2 separate regions of the Mus musculus genome follow, and region 1 is linked to region 2. A link is a contact called in public HiChIP or PLAC-seq data. All regions are on one chromosome and are shown on one strand. Each heading gives the region's core, a stretch centred on a gene start, on an enhancer-like site or on the middle of the called end of the contact. The rest is flanking DNA. Distances are from core to core; before and after follow the strand shown. Region 1 overlaps Med13l (mediator complex subunit 13-like). Region 2 holds the start of Rbm19 (RNA binding motif protein 19).

Region 1 (6,573 bases), core at 892-3,391, 1.5 Mb after region 2:
GATCCAACACTGTGTCCTGAAGGAGTGAGCACTGTCATTCCATGGAGGCTGCTTTACTAACGTGCACACATACCATGTACCGAGGCAGCAGCTTGGTGTTTACTGTGGTCTGCCAGCCATATGCTACTAAGTCACATCATGACAAGGTGCAAAACAGAACCAAGAAGCATGAACAGTAAGTACTTCAGTACCCCTGGTAATGCCGTAACAGTGTTGCCTGCCCGAGCCTAACACTCATGCCTGCTGGCGGGACTCTGCTAACATTTATATTGCCCGAAATAAAGTAACTCTTAAATAGGCTGACCGGGAAAGGGCGTGTTACACTCTCAATTCTACTGCAACCAATAGGAACTCGGTTCCTCCTCCACCCCAAGGCTTTCCCTACTACTCTACACCTCACTATGCCACTCACTTTTCTAATTAGATGTCAAATATCTCCTAATGCTTGAGTCACAGACTTTACTTTCAGCCACTTTTACATGCAGAAGTGGACAACCTGTGTGACAGGCTCTAACTTTCCCAACGCTCAGCACACAGAGAAGAGGAGACACTCAGGAGGCCACGGCTGCTCAGCAAGAGGAGGCACTTACAGTTCTCAAAGGAAAAGAGCATAAAGAAGACACCATTCCCCGGGGCAAACACAACTGTCAGCTGACACCTTTGGCTCAGGCCCATGCTCAAAGAGCAGTGTCCTCCACCTCTTTCAGTGGTCATCCTGCTGGCCAGTATAATTAAAATGTAGTGTGTCTGCTGAAAGTGGCCCACACCTTTAACCCCTGCACTCGGGAGGCAGAGGCAGGCGGATTCCTATGAGTATGAAGCCAGCTTGATCTACAGAGCAAGTTCCAGGTCAGCCAGACCTACAAAGTGAGACTTTGATTGTAAAATAAATAAATAAATAGCATTTCTATAACTTAAAACAAAACAAAAAAAAATTTTTTTAAATAAGTCAATCTTTGCTTAACTCTTGCCAGTATATTCTCACATTAATGACCTACGTGTGTGACATGAAGCAGCTCGGGAAGAGCAGTCCATGCTTACACGAGTTTTAATAGTGCTGCAACAAGCTGGTCTCACACAACAGCACTCACTTTGCTATCAAGCCAGGCCATGTGTTTTCTAACTTGTTACGAAATGAACTGAAGACATCAGGAAGGAGAAACAGAACCAAAAGTAACAAGGAAGAGCTGGGAGGTGGCTCAGCAGGTAAAGGTGCTTGTCACTAAGTTACCTGAGCCTAATGGCTCAGCAGGTAAAGGTGCTTGTTACTAAGTTTCCTGGGCCTAATGGCTCAGCAGGTAAAGGTGCTTGTTACTGAGTTTCGTGGGCCTAAGCCTTAGGATGTCTCCACAGGTATGCCATGGTGCACATGACCTCCCATCAATCAGTGATAGTTTAAAATATTTTTTTAAGATGAGAAACTAAAGGAGAAAAATGTTTAAAAATCCACACATGAAAAAACTAAAAGAATGCAACAGTTTTACATTCAAACAAACACAAATATAACCTACCAGCTAGAAGCTCTCTTAGAGACTCTGAAAACCCAAACCGTAGGTGGTGTGAAGCTCTAGCTGCATCTACATCACCTACTAATTACACGAGGTTTGGACATGGACATAAATTCTGAGTCTGCGGATGAGCGCACTAGAAAGCAACCTCCCCTAGATAGAGTGAACATACACTAGAGCATCAGGGAAGAGGTTTGCAGCCCAGAGGTAGCTCAATTAGTCCACTGTGCTATACTGCCCCCTAGCTGCTGTGGCAAGATACACCACCAACAGGAGAAAAAAAACAAAACAAAACCAAACAAACAGGGCTGCCAACAAGTTTCAAGAATTTGGCAGGAAATCCTTTAGGCAAATTTAGAACCTTTAAAGCAGACCCACAAGAATACACCGGAGTTTGCTTTATGTCTTCCCGTAATAAATAATAAGAACATAAACTAACGACACATCTCAGCAATGCCTGCAACATTTCAACCACAAACTAACTAGAGCGGATTAAGTTCTAAAGCCAGGCGAGAAGGGCCAGCACTCCCCAGAGAAGGGCCAGCACTCCCCACGGAGACATGGGCTAGCCAAGCAAGGCGCACAGCCTGTCACACAGCTCCACACAGCTCAGACTCAGGGAGTCCTCGGGCAGCACAGCAGCGTGGGAAGGCCTGCCTCCAAACCACAGAACAGCCTGGAACAGCTCCTGACTTAGAGAATTCTGTAGGACATGAATGAGAAACTTGGCGAGAGGAATGGAAACTACTAATAATATTTTCTGCTACTGTAAATGTATGGTAAACATAAAAAATAGTTTAGACTAACAAATATTTTTGCATTAATTCAAAGTTTCCAGGTGTCAGATGCAAACTGAAGTCAAAATTTAGTTAATTAAAAGTTAGTATTTCTGGAATCAGTAAGAGAAATAAACTGAGATACTTTAAAGAAACTTATCTTTCCCGAAAACAGTATCCAAGGTTAATTTAAGATTTGTCCAGTAAAAGATGCATTAGATTTCTGCATTTTCAATTTGCCAACAAAGAGTTGAGCTGTTCACATAGCTGTCTTACTAGTTACTCACAACTCACTATTAATTTAAAAACAGGGGTGCCAGGCGGTGGTGGCGTACACCTTTAATCCCAGCACTCGGGAGGCAGAGACAGGCGGATTTCTGAGTTCAAGGCCAGCCTGGTCTACAAAGTGAGTTACAGGACAGCCAGGGATATATAGAGAAACCCTGTCTCGAAAAAGCCAAAACACAAAACAAAAACAAAAACAAAACAAAAAAGCAGGGTCAGAGCCTTGTCTCCTCCCAGACACTGCCCACTGGGTACACAGTACTCTAACAGTAATGATTTCAGAGGCCAGAAGGACAGGGTGGTGAACCCCTGTACCCCAGTTGGCAAGAGGCTGAGCCAGAAGGAGTGCTTCAAGTTTAAGGCTATATGTTGACTCTGTCTGTAAATGATAAAAGAATGGACTTAAGGTGATCTTACAAGGTTCTAATTTTCAGCATGACTAAGGAAGAACAAGAGAGTTTAAGGAAAGAGAAATGTGGGGGGCGGAGGTGGGGGAGTGAGGCTATTCTTCTGACAAACACACTGTCCACTGCCTGCTTGGGATCTGTTTTAAGCAACTCCTAAATATAAATTCCAAAATTTACAATTGTTCAAAAAACATATGCAAATATTTTTTAAAGAAAAACAAAATCCTTACCCTGCAGTTCATGATGTATTACTCCCACTAGGTTGGGTTCATCTCCCCACCAGAATATCCAGAGCTCTTTGCAATCTGGCTTGACATCACGACGCCATACACACAGCAGGTTGGCTTGCAGACAGCGGATGAAACTTAACAGGATTGGATCATCTTGGGCTGGGGCTGAAATTATGGGTCCACAGTCCCCGTGCCCTCCAAAATTGTACCTACGCCATTTGATTCCTGTGAGTTCAGCCTGGAAAACGACAAAAAATTTGCAATAGTTTTGATTTTTCCTTTTACTTACAGACCACTAAAAGCAAATTCCTATAGGAAGGGAAAGCTGATAAAATAGGCATTTGTATTAAACTTCACACCACAAGGTCTCTTCAAAGGAAGAGCACACATCAGAAGGCTGTCGGGACAAACATCATATTAAATACCAAAATGAAACAAGCTCGCAATCATTATGTGCTGCTGAAAAACTTTTATTCTCCTGACCATTTATTAGGTACCCATATTTTTAAATATTATCTTCAATTATTACTTGCTGTTCAGTTCACAAATTACACTTATTTTAAAACCAAATAAGGGCAAAGAGATTGATCAGTCAGCAGCTAAGAGCACCAGCGCTCTTGGAGGGGACCACAGTTGGATTCCCAGCATCACACAGTGGCTCACAACCCCTCTTAACTCTGACCCCAGAAGCCAGTGCCTTCTTCTTCATGTCTATGGGCACAGGACAGACCTGGTTAACACACATACATGCAAGTAAAACTCTTGTACATACTAAAAAAACTTTTAAATACTTTTATAAATAAATAAAACAAGTAAGATTTTAAAATAACTGTTGAGGCACAGTGGCCCACACCTTAAACCCCAGCACTCAGGAGGCAGGAACAGTGGATCTTCTGTGGGTTTGAGGCCAGCCTAGTCTATAAACCAAGTTTCAGGACATCTAGGGCTATGTAGAGGGACCATCTCAACAACAAAAGTCCAAGTTGATTGTTCCTAACACAAAAACGTGAAATTCACACTGCTTCTAAATCCACACTTGGAAGCACTTGAGCTCACTTCACATTAGGGATAGCAAGCCAGAGAAACATATGTCAACAGCCCTGAATCTGAAAATCCACCATCTGAAACATCTGGACCCCTTGTAGAAGACATTCTGAGGAATTCCCACTCCCTCACCCTGTGCCCCAACCTCAGCAGCCAGTTCAGGAGGTGGGAGTTTTCACCAGGGCAGCACAGCATGCTAAAAGGCTCCTCAGGAAGTAGCTGCTAACACAGCAGCCGGCAGCAGCCAAGGCACATTACACAGAGCCCTGCCTCCTTAGCACGGAACTTTAAACAAGCAAGCAGAGGCCGTGTGTTCTGTGCGCAGTTCACACACTTCTACTTTCGAATTTCCTGAAGCTTAGGTTGGATGAACTGGACAGAACATCACAAAGAGAGCGGGGCTCCTTACTTAGTAGCTACAAACTGGGACCATGTACTGGACCAGAGCAAAGCTGACTCACCACAGTCCTGTATCGAACAGCCCACGTGCCCCCATCCCTTCATTTCCTCTCCCACAAAGCCAGTCATTCTTATGGACAAATTCTTTAAAACAGAAGCACCACAGGGCAGAAAAGTAACCATCTGCAACCCAACCGGGACTAACTCCAAGTGCTTAAACAGCTGACACACAGCATACGTATGTGCGTGTATTTAAGACAGAGTCTCACTATGTAGCCCTAGCTGGCCTTGAACTTACTGTGTAAGCCAAGCTGGGCTCCAATTAAGCAAGCTGCACTTGCCTCCTAAGTACTGGGACTAAAGGTGCAGGATACCATGCCTGGCATATTTTCCTTAAGCAACAAGGTATCCCCAGTATTTACATAGCATCTACATTGCATCAGGCAAATGTAATCTTAAAGACCATCCTAGGTGCATGCAAATCCTGCGTTTCTATGCTGCCTGGGGATCTGAGGCGAGGCAAGGCAAACAATCCTGACAGGAGGACAGCTGGCCAGCTCTCTGAGCTCTCCCTGGCTGAGGAAGTGATTCCTTGGCGCTCCCCTCTTCTCACTGCCATGCCTACACTCTTGTCTAGTTTTCTGTTCAAGCCCCCATGTTTCTTCTAATAAAAGTAATATCTCTGTGCTTTAATCAGAAAGCCTAGCATTATTTTCTAAGTGTCAAAGGAGATAAAGTAAAAACAGAGTAGTTCGATTTGGAGAAGATACAGAGAACACTCATCACTTAAGCAAGAACACTGTCCTACGCCCAAGAACCCTGGGCGGGGGAGGGGAGGGGAGCACGGGCGCCAAAGACACAGGACAAATCACTATGACAGGGACCATGCTGTAAGTGTAGAAAACAAGGGCACAGTAGAGACCTGCACCCTGGCTGAGTCTGTCCCCAGGAAAGCAATGCACGGAGACACACGGAGACTCACTGGAGCACGTTCACCTGTAGTGCCCACCCTCGCAGCTGGGCAGGAAAATATCTGGATGACTCCAAACTGCTCTCTAGCCCCAGCTTCTGCGCTAACTTCCTGTGCCTGCTCTCAGTGGCAGAGGGAAGCCACTGTCACCTGCTGTGCTCTTCACAAAGCTGTCCATGCAACAGTGTGCTGTAAACTCCACACAGCACTGCCTGCCACAGGCTAACTAGTCAACCAAAGGAACTGGGAAACTTCCAATTATTTCAAAACATTCGGTTCCCTTACTTTAAAGCTAAAATTAAGTATTATAAAAGTCTACCTCGGTAAGCCTTGACACCTAACAGATGACTATGATAAAGCCAACATGGGGGGGGTGGGGGAAGTGAGGTGGGGGTTTCAATCTTGGCTCAGTGTCTAGTAAGGGCAAAGCTGAAGACCCAGCACCCTGTCCCAGCACAGCTGCTATCTCCTATGAGTGTGGAGCAACGGTCTTTGCTCACCTCCTCTCAGCCCCAGAGCAATGGAACAGGCCTTGCAAGAAACCTCAGAAATGAAACCAAGCAAGCCTGGGTCTAAAGTCAACACGGGCTCCTGATTACTGAGACACTAAAACTCTCCAACCCCTCTTTATTTTTTTAGTCTTTCATTTATTTACTGTATAGAAGTGCTCAGGGTGGGAGTCAGCTCTCTCTACTATGTGGGTACAAGGGATTGACCTAGGTTCTCACCTCATCAGAAAGCCCTTTCACCTGCTGAGCCATCTCACTGGCCCTGTTTCCCCCATTTCTGACAAATGCCTAACTCTAACACTCGAGCTTTTCTTTTCAAAGTCTTGAACCAGCCCTGAACCTAGTGGCACAAGTGCAGCCCTAGAGATGCAGGTCGCCTAAAGGCCCAGACCTGCCGAGCAGAGACCTGGGAATAGTGCAGGGGCAGAAAGCTCTCTGAGCATGG
Region 2 (6,615 bases), core at 2,279-4,778:
TTCAGGAGGCTCGGTGTTCCAGCCCTCCTCCCTCTCAGTGCTCACAGGCCTCCTCCTTCTTCAGCCACACAACACTCACCCTCCTCCCTCTCTACCCACAGAATACTCACCTTCTCCAGGTCACTGGGCCCTTTTTTCTTCTTGTCCTGAAAGTAGAAGGCAGACGGGCTCACGCCGATGCTGGGCGTACCCACCTTCCAAAACCATCCTAAATATACTCCCAACTCCTTCCCAGCCAGAGACCACCCTGCCATCACTGGGCACAGGGCTGGGGGTACTGCCTACATACCTTTTTAGTGTCTGAGGGAACGGAGTCTTGCGACGGCTGCTTGGGCTGACTTGACTTCTGGGCATGCTTGCTCCAAGCTCGGGGCTTCGATGGGTCTCCAAAGGACTTGCAGAATTCGACCTGCATGGGAAAGAGAGCTGGCTTCCACAGCTGCTGAGGTCCCTAGGCACGTGTGCATCCCCTTCAGCACAGGAGTATGGGTTTCCCAGAGTGCAGTGGTCGCTGACCTGCTATCTGCTTTAAAGCGAATCACTTTCATTCCCAGCCTAGACACTGCCCCCCAAAAAGTCATGCTGCCATTTACAGAAGACTAATTCTGTCTCCCAGGCCATCCAGAAGAACGTGACAGGAAATGCTATTGTCCCCTGGGAGTCAGCCCCTGCCTAGTACAGGGCAACAGGGAGCAATGGCCACAAGTCAGGTGACTATTTACCACAAGGCAAGTTCAGTTACAGCAGAAAACAAGCCCAGGGTACCAGGGACAGTTGGGTGACCAGAGGAGTGTGGAAGAACGCCTGGGACCACACATGAACTGATTCATCCCTCTGTTCTGGTAACTCCACTACATCCTCTGAGGCAGCCTTTGGGAGGGCACTCCCACAAGCCATGCCCAGATGGTCTAGGCTGTTGCTGGTCAGCAAACTGCTTTCTCCTAGGGATGGATGCCCCTGTAGAAGTAACTGCGCCTACCAGTTCTATCACACTTATCACTCGTGGTCAGGGTACAAAGGTCAAACAACGTAAAAGAGTGAAGAGTTAAAAAGTACTTTAATAATTCAGAAACTCGGGGAGGGCCCAGTGAGCAGTGGGCCGACTCTCAGGCAACGATGCTCAAGCACTTGAAAGCCTGGGTAGTCCTGAGGTAAGGCAAACTCTACGGTGGGCAGGATGAGACTCGCTCAGACTCACGGTGATCCGGGTCGTGTCAATAAAGCTCCGGTGGAAATGGTTCAGTGCTGCCTGGGCCTCCTCCTCCGACTTGAAACCTATGAAGCCGAACTTTCGGAACTTGCCGTCTTTGGTGAACTTGAGGCTGCAGTCGGTCAGTGTGCCAAAGGCGGCAAACAGCTGCCGGAATCGCTCCTCCTTCATCTAGAGCAGAAGGATATAATGAGAGAGAGGAGGGAGAAGGGTCCCTGGAGCCAAGAGACAAATAACCTAGAGGGCCTGGAGGGAATCCTGAGATGAGCAGGTGACAGACCTTGACTTTTTTAAGGGTGGCCAGGTCCTGGCTCAGAGCCTGACACCCGCTGAGCACCCCTGAGCAGGCCATTCAGTTCTTTAATAAGGAAATGGAACTTCAAGGCACCTCAATTGGTCTCTTCTCTTTCTTGCCCTGTCCCCGTTGAGGAAGACATCAATTACAACTTCCATCCTGAGGCTGCCACAACAAACAAGATACCCAACAGAGGCTTGTCCAAATAAACAAAGACAAGGGAAGCTGTGTAAACGTTTGCTTACCTTGGGAGCCAGCGAATAATGGAGCCCATTAAAGATGCCCACACCCTGGTCCCCAGCACCTGGGGTTGCACTGTAGAACAATTACAATGGGGAGTGCAGCCCCATTGGGCCTCAAACTAGAGATCTGCCTGCCTCACTTCCCAGCCCCAGCAGGGGTGTCCCATTGCACCCAGATATTTCAAAAGAGATATTTTTTCAGGTGTGTTTTAAAACCTGGTGATAAGGCCAGGCGTGGTCAAGCACACCTTTAATCCTAGCACTCTGGAGGCAGAGGCAGGCAGATTTCTTTAGTTTGGGGCCAGCCTGGTCTACATAAATGTTAAGTTCCAGGACAGCCAGGGCTACTAAATGAGATCCCGTGTCAGAAAAGGACAGAAACCCTGAGATGAGGCTAGGTATGGTGGGGAGGCAGAAGCAGGTGTTCAAGGTCAGCCAGGGCTACAGATTTAAGAGTCTGTTTTTTTAAAAAAGCATCCCCCAAAACAACAAACAAAATCCCAAATAGGGGAGATCATCTTGGGTCTCCCTTTTGGGGGGGATGCATATGATATCCCACATACCAGATATTTACGTTATATTCATAATGAGAAAATTACAGTTATGCAGTAGCAACAAAATAACTTCATGACTAGGGGGTCACAACAGGAGGAACTGTATTAAAGGGGGGCACAGCATTTGGAAGGTTGAGGACTGCTGTTCTGGGGGGCACATGGTCCCAACAACAACAAAACAAATTTAATTAATTTATTTATTTTTAGCCACATCATCTTGCTATGTAACCCAGGCTGGCCTTGAACTCGCCACCCTCTGCCTATGGAAAGCTGACAACAGGTGTATGCACCACCACACTTGGCTTTGAAGTCTAATCTTGCTCTGTGATGGTGAACCAGTAAGCATTCTCTAGTCTGTTCCCTGTTGTGACACACATCAAGGATACAAAGCAATTTGGGGGGCGTGGGCTGGAGAGATGGCTCAGCAGTTAAGAGCACTGACTGCTCTTCCAAAGGTCTTGACTTCAAATCCCAGCAACCACATGGTGGCTCACAACCATCTGTAATGGGATCTGACGCCCTCTTCTGGTGTGTCTGAAGACAGCTACAGTGTACTTACACATAATAAAAAAATAAATCTTTTAAAAACAAACAAAAAAACCAAAGCAATTTGGGGAGGAAGACCATTGATTTGGCTTATGGGTCTCCATCACAGTCCGCCATCCAGGGAAGTCGAGGCAAGAACCGACGCAGACTTACTTGCCCCGCCAACATCTGTACACAGCCCAGGGACACTTGCCGAGGCGTGACAGCACCCACAGGGGGCTGGAACCTCCCACACCCATCACTCCTCAGAGCACCACAGGCTGGTCCACAGGCATATGGACGCAATAACATCCAATGAAGTTCCCTCTCCGTAAGTGACTCCGGTCTGGGTCAAACTGACCCAAACTGCCCAGCACAACATGGAAGGATCCTCAGAATGCTCGGAAGCCACTTTGCGGCTTGCTGAGCCCTCAGGACAGGGTGCCGCCTCCTTGGATTCCGGACCTCCCCAGTCCTGTCCCTGACTTAGAACCCCTCCATCCTTCACCCTCCATTCCCGGACCTCTGCTTCCACTTCCGGGCCCCATCCCCGGCTCCCGCTCACCCCATTCGGGAGGTTCTTCACGATCAGACGCGACATGGCTCTCAGGTTCCCTTCGCTTTTCAGACTCACGACCCCGGCGACAGCGACTTCCCACAACTTTCACGCCGCCACACTGGGCGCCGCCATTTTTAGCGAGTCACGTGGCCCCCGCCGCGTTCCATCCGGAAGTGGGTGTGGCCTCACGGGAGACTCTCTCCGGGGAAAGTCCCACCCACAAGGCGGGGTTGGCGGGGACGGGGGAAAGGCCCGAGCGCTCGCGTTTTCTCCGCCAGGTCTTGGGGCCTCTAAATCCCCGCAAGGAAGGCAGGAGGCGCTGATGTCCAACCCCCTCGGGATGACAGGCTTCTGGGAAAGAGCAGAGAGCCTAGAAAAAAAAAATTGTTTTAAAGGTAAAGGCAAGCGGATCTCCGAGTTCCAGGATAGCTAGGGCTGCACAGAGAACCCCCGTTACAAAAATAAAATTATAAAGGTTTATTTATTGTGTAAAGGCGTTGAACTCAGAAACCCTCCCGCCTCTGCCTCCCAAGTGCTGAGATTAAAGGTGTGCGCCACCACTGCTCAAATAGATTTTCTTCTTCTAAAAGACATTTTGCTCCATCTCCCCATATCCTTTCTTGTTACTGTTGGCAGCTTTATTGAGATACAGTCCAGGTGCCACACAATTTGCCCACTTAAAGTGGACAACTCCAGTTGGCAAGATGGCTCGTCAGATAAAGGCACTTGTGGGCAAGCCTGACAGCCTGAGATTTCCCTCCCCCCAACCCCCCAACCTTGGTTCTTCGTAGTGGGAGGAGAGAACCAATCTTAGAACATTTTTTATTGAAAAAAAAAAATGCAGCTAGGCAGTGATGGCGCTCGCCTTTAATCCCAGCGCTCAGGAGACAGAGGCAGGCAGATCTCTGAGTTAAGGCCAGTCTGGTCTACAGAGCTAGTTCCAGGACAGCCAAGGCTAAACCATTTTTTTCAGATAATTTATATAGATATTTTTAAAGATTTATTTATTATTATATGTAAGTACACTGTAGCTGTCTTCAGACACACCAGAAGAGGGAGTCAGATCTTGTTACGGATGGTTGTGAGCCACCATGTGGTTGCTAGGATTTGAACTCTGGACCTTCGGAAGAGCAGTCGGGTGCTCATACCCACTGAGCCATCTCACCAGCCCCCAGATAATATATTTTGATCATGGCTTCCCCGTCCCACCAGCTCCTTCCTGCCTCCCCACCAACCCAGCCCCCAGTCCTTTTGTTCTCTTTAGAAAGAAAACAGGCAAACAAAACAAACAAAAATGAAGGAGAAGGAGAAGAAGAGAATGAAAGAGAGACCACAAGAAACACCCCACACAGTCAGAAACCATTATATACAAGCAAAAGACCAGTCACCAACTTCCCGCCTTCTAGGAACCTAGAATCTATCTGGCATCTCTATGGATGTGTTACTTTCTTGGCTGATTTTTCTCTTCACATATTGTTTTCAAGGTTAATCCATGTCTCTGCATGAATCATCCTTCACTCGTTACCCCTCCCCACACACACACACACACACAAGTGTCAAATGTCGGACTCCAGTATGTTTGTGTATCCAACCATCTGTCTAAGGCATCTGGGTGGATGTACCCCATGGCTATTGATAGTAACATTGCTGAGAACGTCTGTGTTCGTGCCTGTCTCTACGTGGACATGTGTCTTCATTCCTCGCCGGCACAGTCCTAGGTTGGGGTCCCCCCCAGGTCTTTAGGAACTGGGTTTTTTTTTTTTTTTTTTTTTTTTTTCCGAGACAGGGTTTCTCTGTATAGCCCTGGCTGTCTTGGAACTCACTTTGTAGACCAGGCTGACCTCGAACTCAGAAATCCGGCTGCCTCTGCCTCCCAAGTGCTGGGATTAAAGGCGTGCGCCACCACCGCCCGGCCTTTAGGAACTTTTAATCAAATAGTTTTGCAAACTGTCTGCATTATTATGTTTTTCTGAAGGTTGCGTATGAAAAGGTTCATTTCCCGTCCTTCCGTTCTCATTGGTTCTTTTTAAATTACGCCCGCCTCACTGTCTGTTACTGCATATTTGATTGGCCGGAGCGGGTAGCCATCTTTGTCTCTGAACCCACTCCATCCCTGAGCTCCAAGACCAGCTCAAGCACAAAGCCCTAACCAGCATCTTCCTCTATGAGCTCCAGATGCAAGGAGCTCACGTGTCCAACAGAGCTGCAGAGCTGCACCAAGCACACAGAATTTACCGCTGGTGCCCAGAGGGAGAGGCACCTTCAGGAAAGTTCTTGCTGGGATCAGAGGTAGCAGCGGTGGTAGCTCGTGCTTGGAGCCCCAGTGCTAAGGAGGCAGAAGGCAGAGAAAGGTGTATCCTTGGGGTTTGCTGGAGACCTGGACTATCTAGTGAGCTCCAGGATAGGAGGGACCTTGTCTCAAAGGAGATTGGCCATATTCCTGAGGATGACATCTGGGTTTGTCTTCTGGTTTCCACATACATATGCATGCACACACTCTCCCGTGTGTGTGTGTGTGTGTGTGTGTGTGTGTGTGTGTGTGTGTGTGTGTGTATGTGTGTGTGTATACATATATACAACCATCTGTAAATGGGATCCGATGCCCTCTTCTGTTGTGTCTGAAGACAGCTACAGTGTACCCATATACATAAAATAAATAAAATCTAAAAAAAAAAAGGGGGGGGGGATGGCCCTTCCTAAAAGATGCCCCTCTCCTGGTCTTCTAGTACCTGTGGGAAAGGGTCCTTGACCTTGTCACAAGCATGGAAACATGACATCAGCTTGGATGATCTGGGTGGCCTTAGGTCTACTTACCGACAAGTGACCTTCAGCGGGAAGATAGAGATGAGACTGGATGTCACCTAAGACAGGCATGGCAGCCCCAGACTGTGGGCCAGGCATGCACAGAAGGGGCATGATCCTGAAGACAACTTAATCTCGGTCTTAATCACTGGAGACCTAGAGACACTAACTCTCTCATGGAATAATTTGTTATTCTAGCACAGAAAGAAATATAGATGGGCCCTGGTATAGTGGTCATGTCTTTAATCCCAGCACTTGGGAGACAGAGCCAGGAGGATCTCTGTGAACTGGGGGCCAGCCTGGTGTACAGGGTGAGTTCCAGGCCAGCCAGGGGTAAATAGTGAAATAGTCCCCTCCTCCATAAACCAGGCTCTGAAGGGCAGAGGACAGTGGAGCAGGGGCCACGGAAGAAGCTGGGTCGGTGTTCC

What was found. HiChIP or PLAC-seq counts read pairs in DNA pulled down with a chosen protein or histone mark.
Region 1: an H3K4me3 HiChIP or PLAC-seq map of pro-B cells shows a contact between it and region 2, with 10 times the contacts expected there. The contact joins the enhancer-like site here to the promoter of Rbm19 in region 2. A contact is called at or near these places in 1 of 39 promoter capture datasets (hippocampal neurons) and 2 of 115 datasets of contacts at active chromatin or transcription factors (astrocytes and pro-B cells).

Annotation. Positions count from the first base shown.
Region 1 is chr5:118,590,204-118,596,776 of GRCm38.p6, reverse strand. Med13l (mediator complex subunit 13-like) reads right to left here. Exons shown (of 31, transcript NM_172424.4): 2 at 3,207-3,444. Among named protein-coding and RNA genes, the nearest start is that of Med13l, 33 kb to the right of the region's middle. Within about 2 kb of position 2,141, at least 37 of the 459 cell types and tissues checked have an H3K27ac peak or open chromatin away from gene starts, as enhancers often do. A contact at or near this core is called in pro-B cells, where this site is marked.
Region 2 is chr5:120,113,426-120,120,040 of GRCm38.p6, reverse strand. It overlaps Rbm19 (RNA binding motif protein 19), which reads right to left and starts at 3,528. Exons shown (of 24, transcript NM_028762.1): 1 at 3,392-3,528; 2 at 1,199-1,381; 3 at 290-409; 4 at 111-146. The coding sequence starts at 3,427.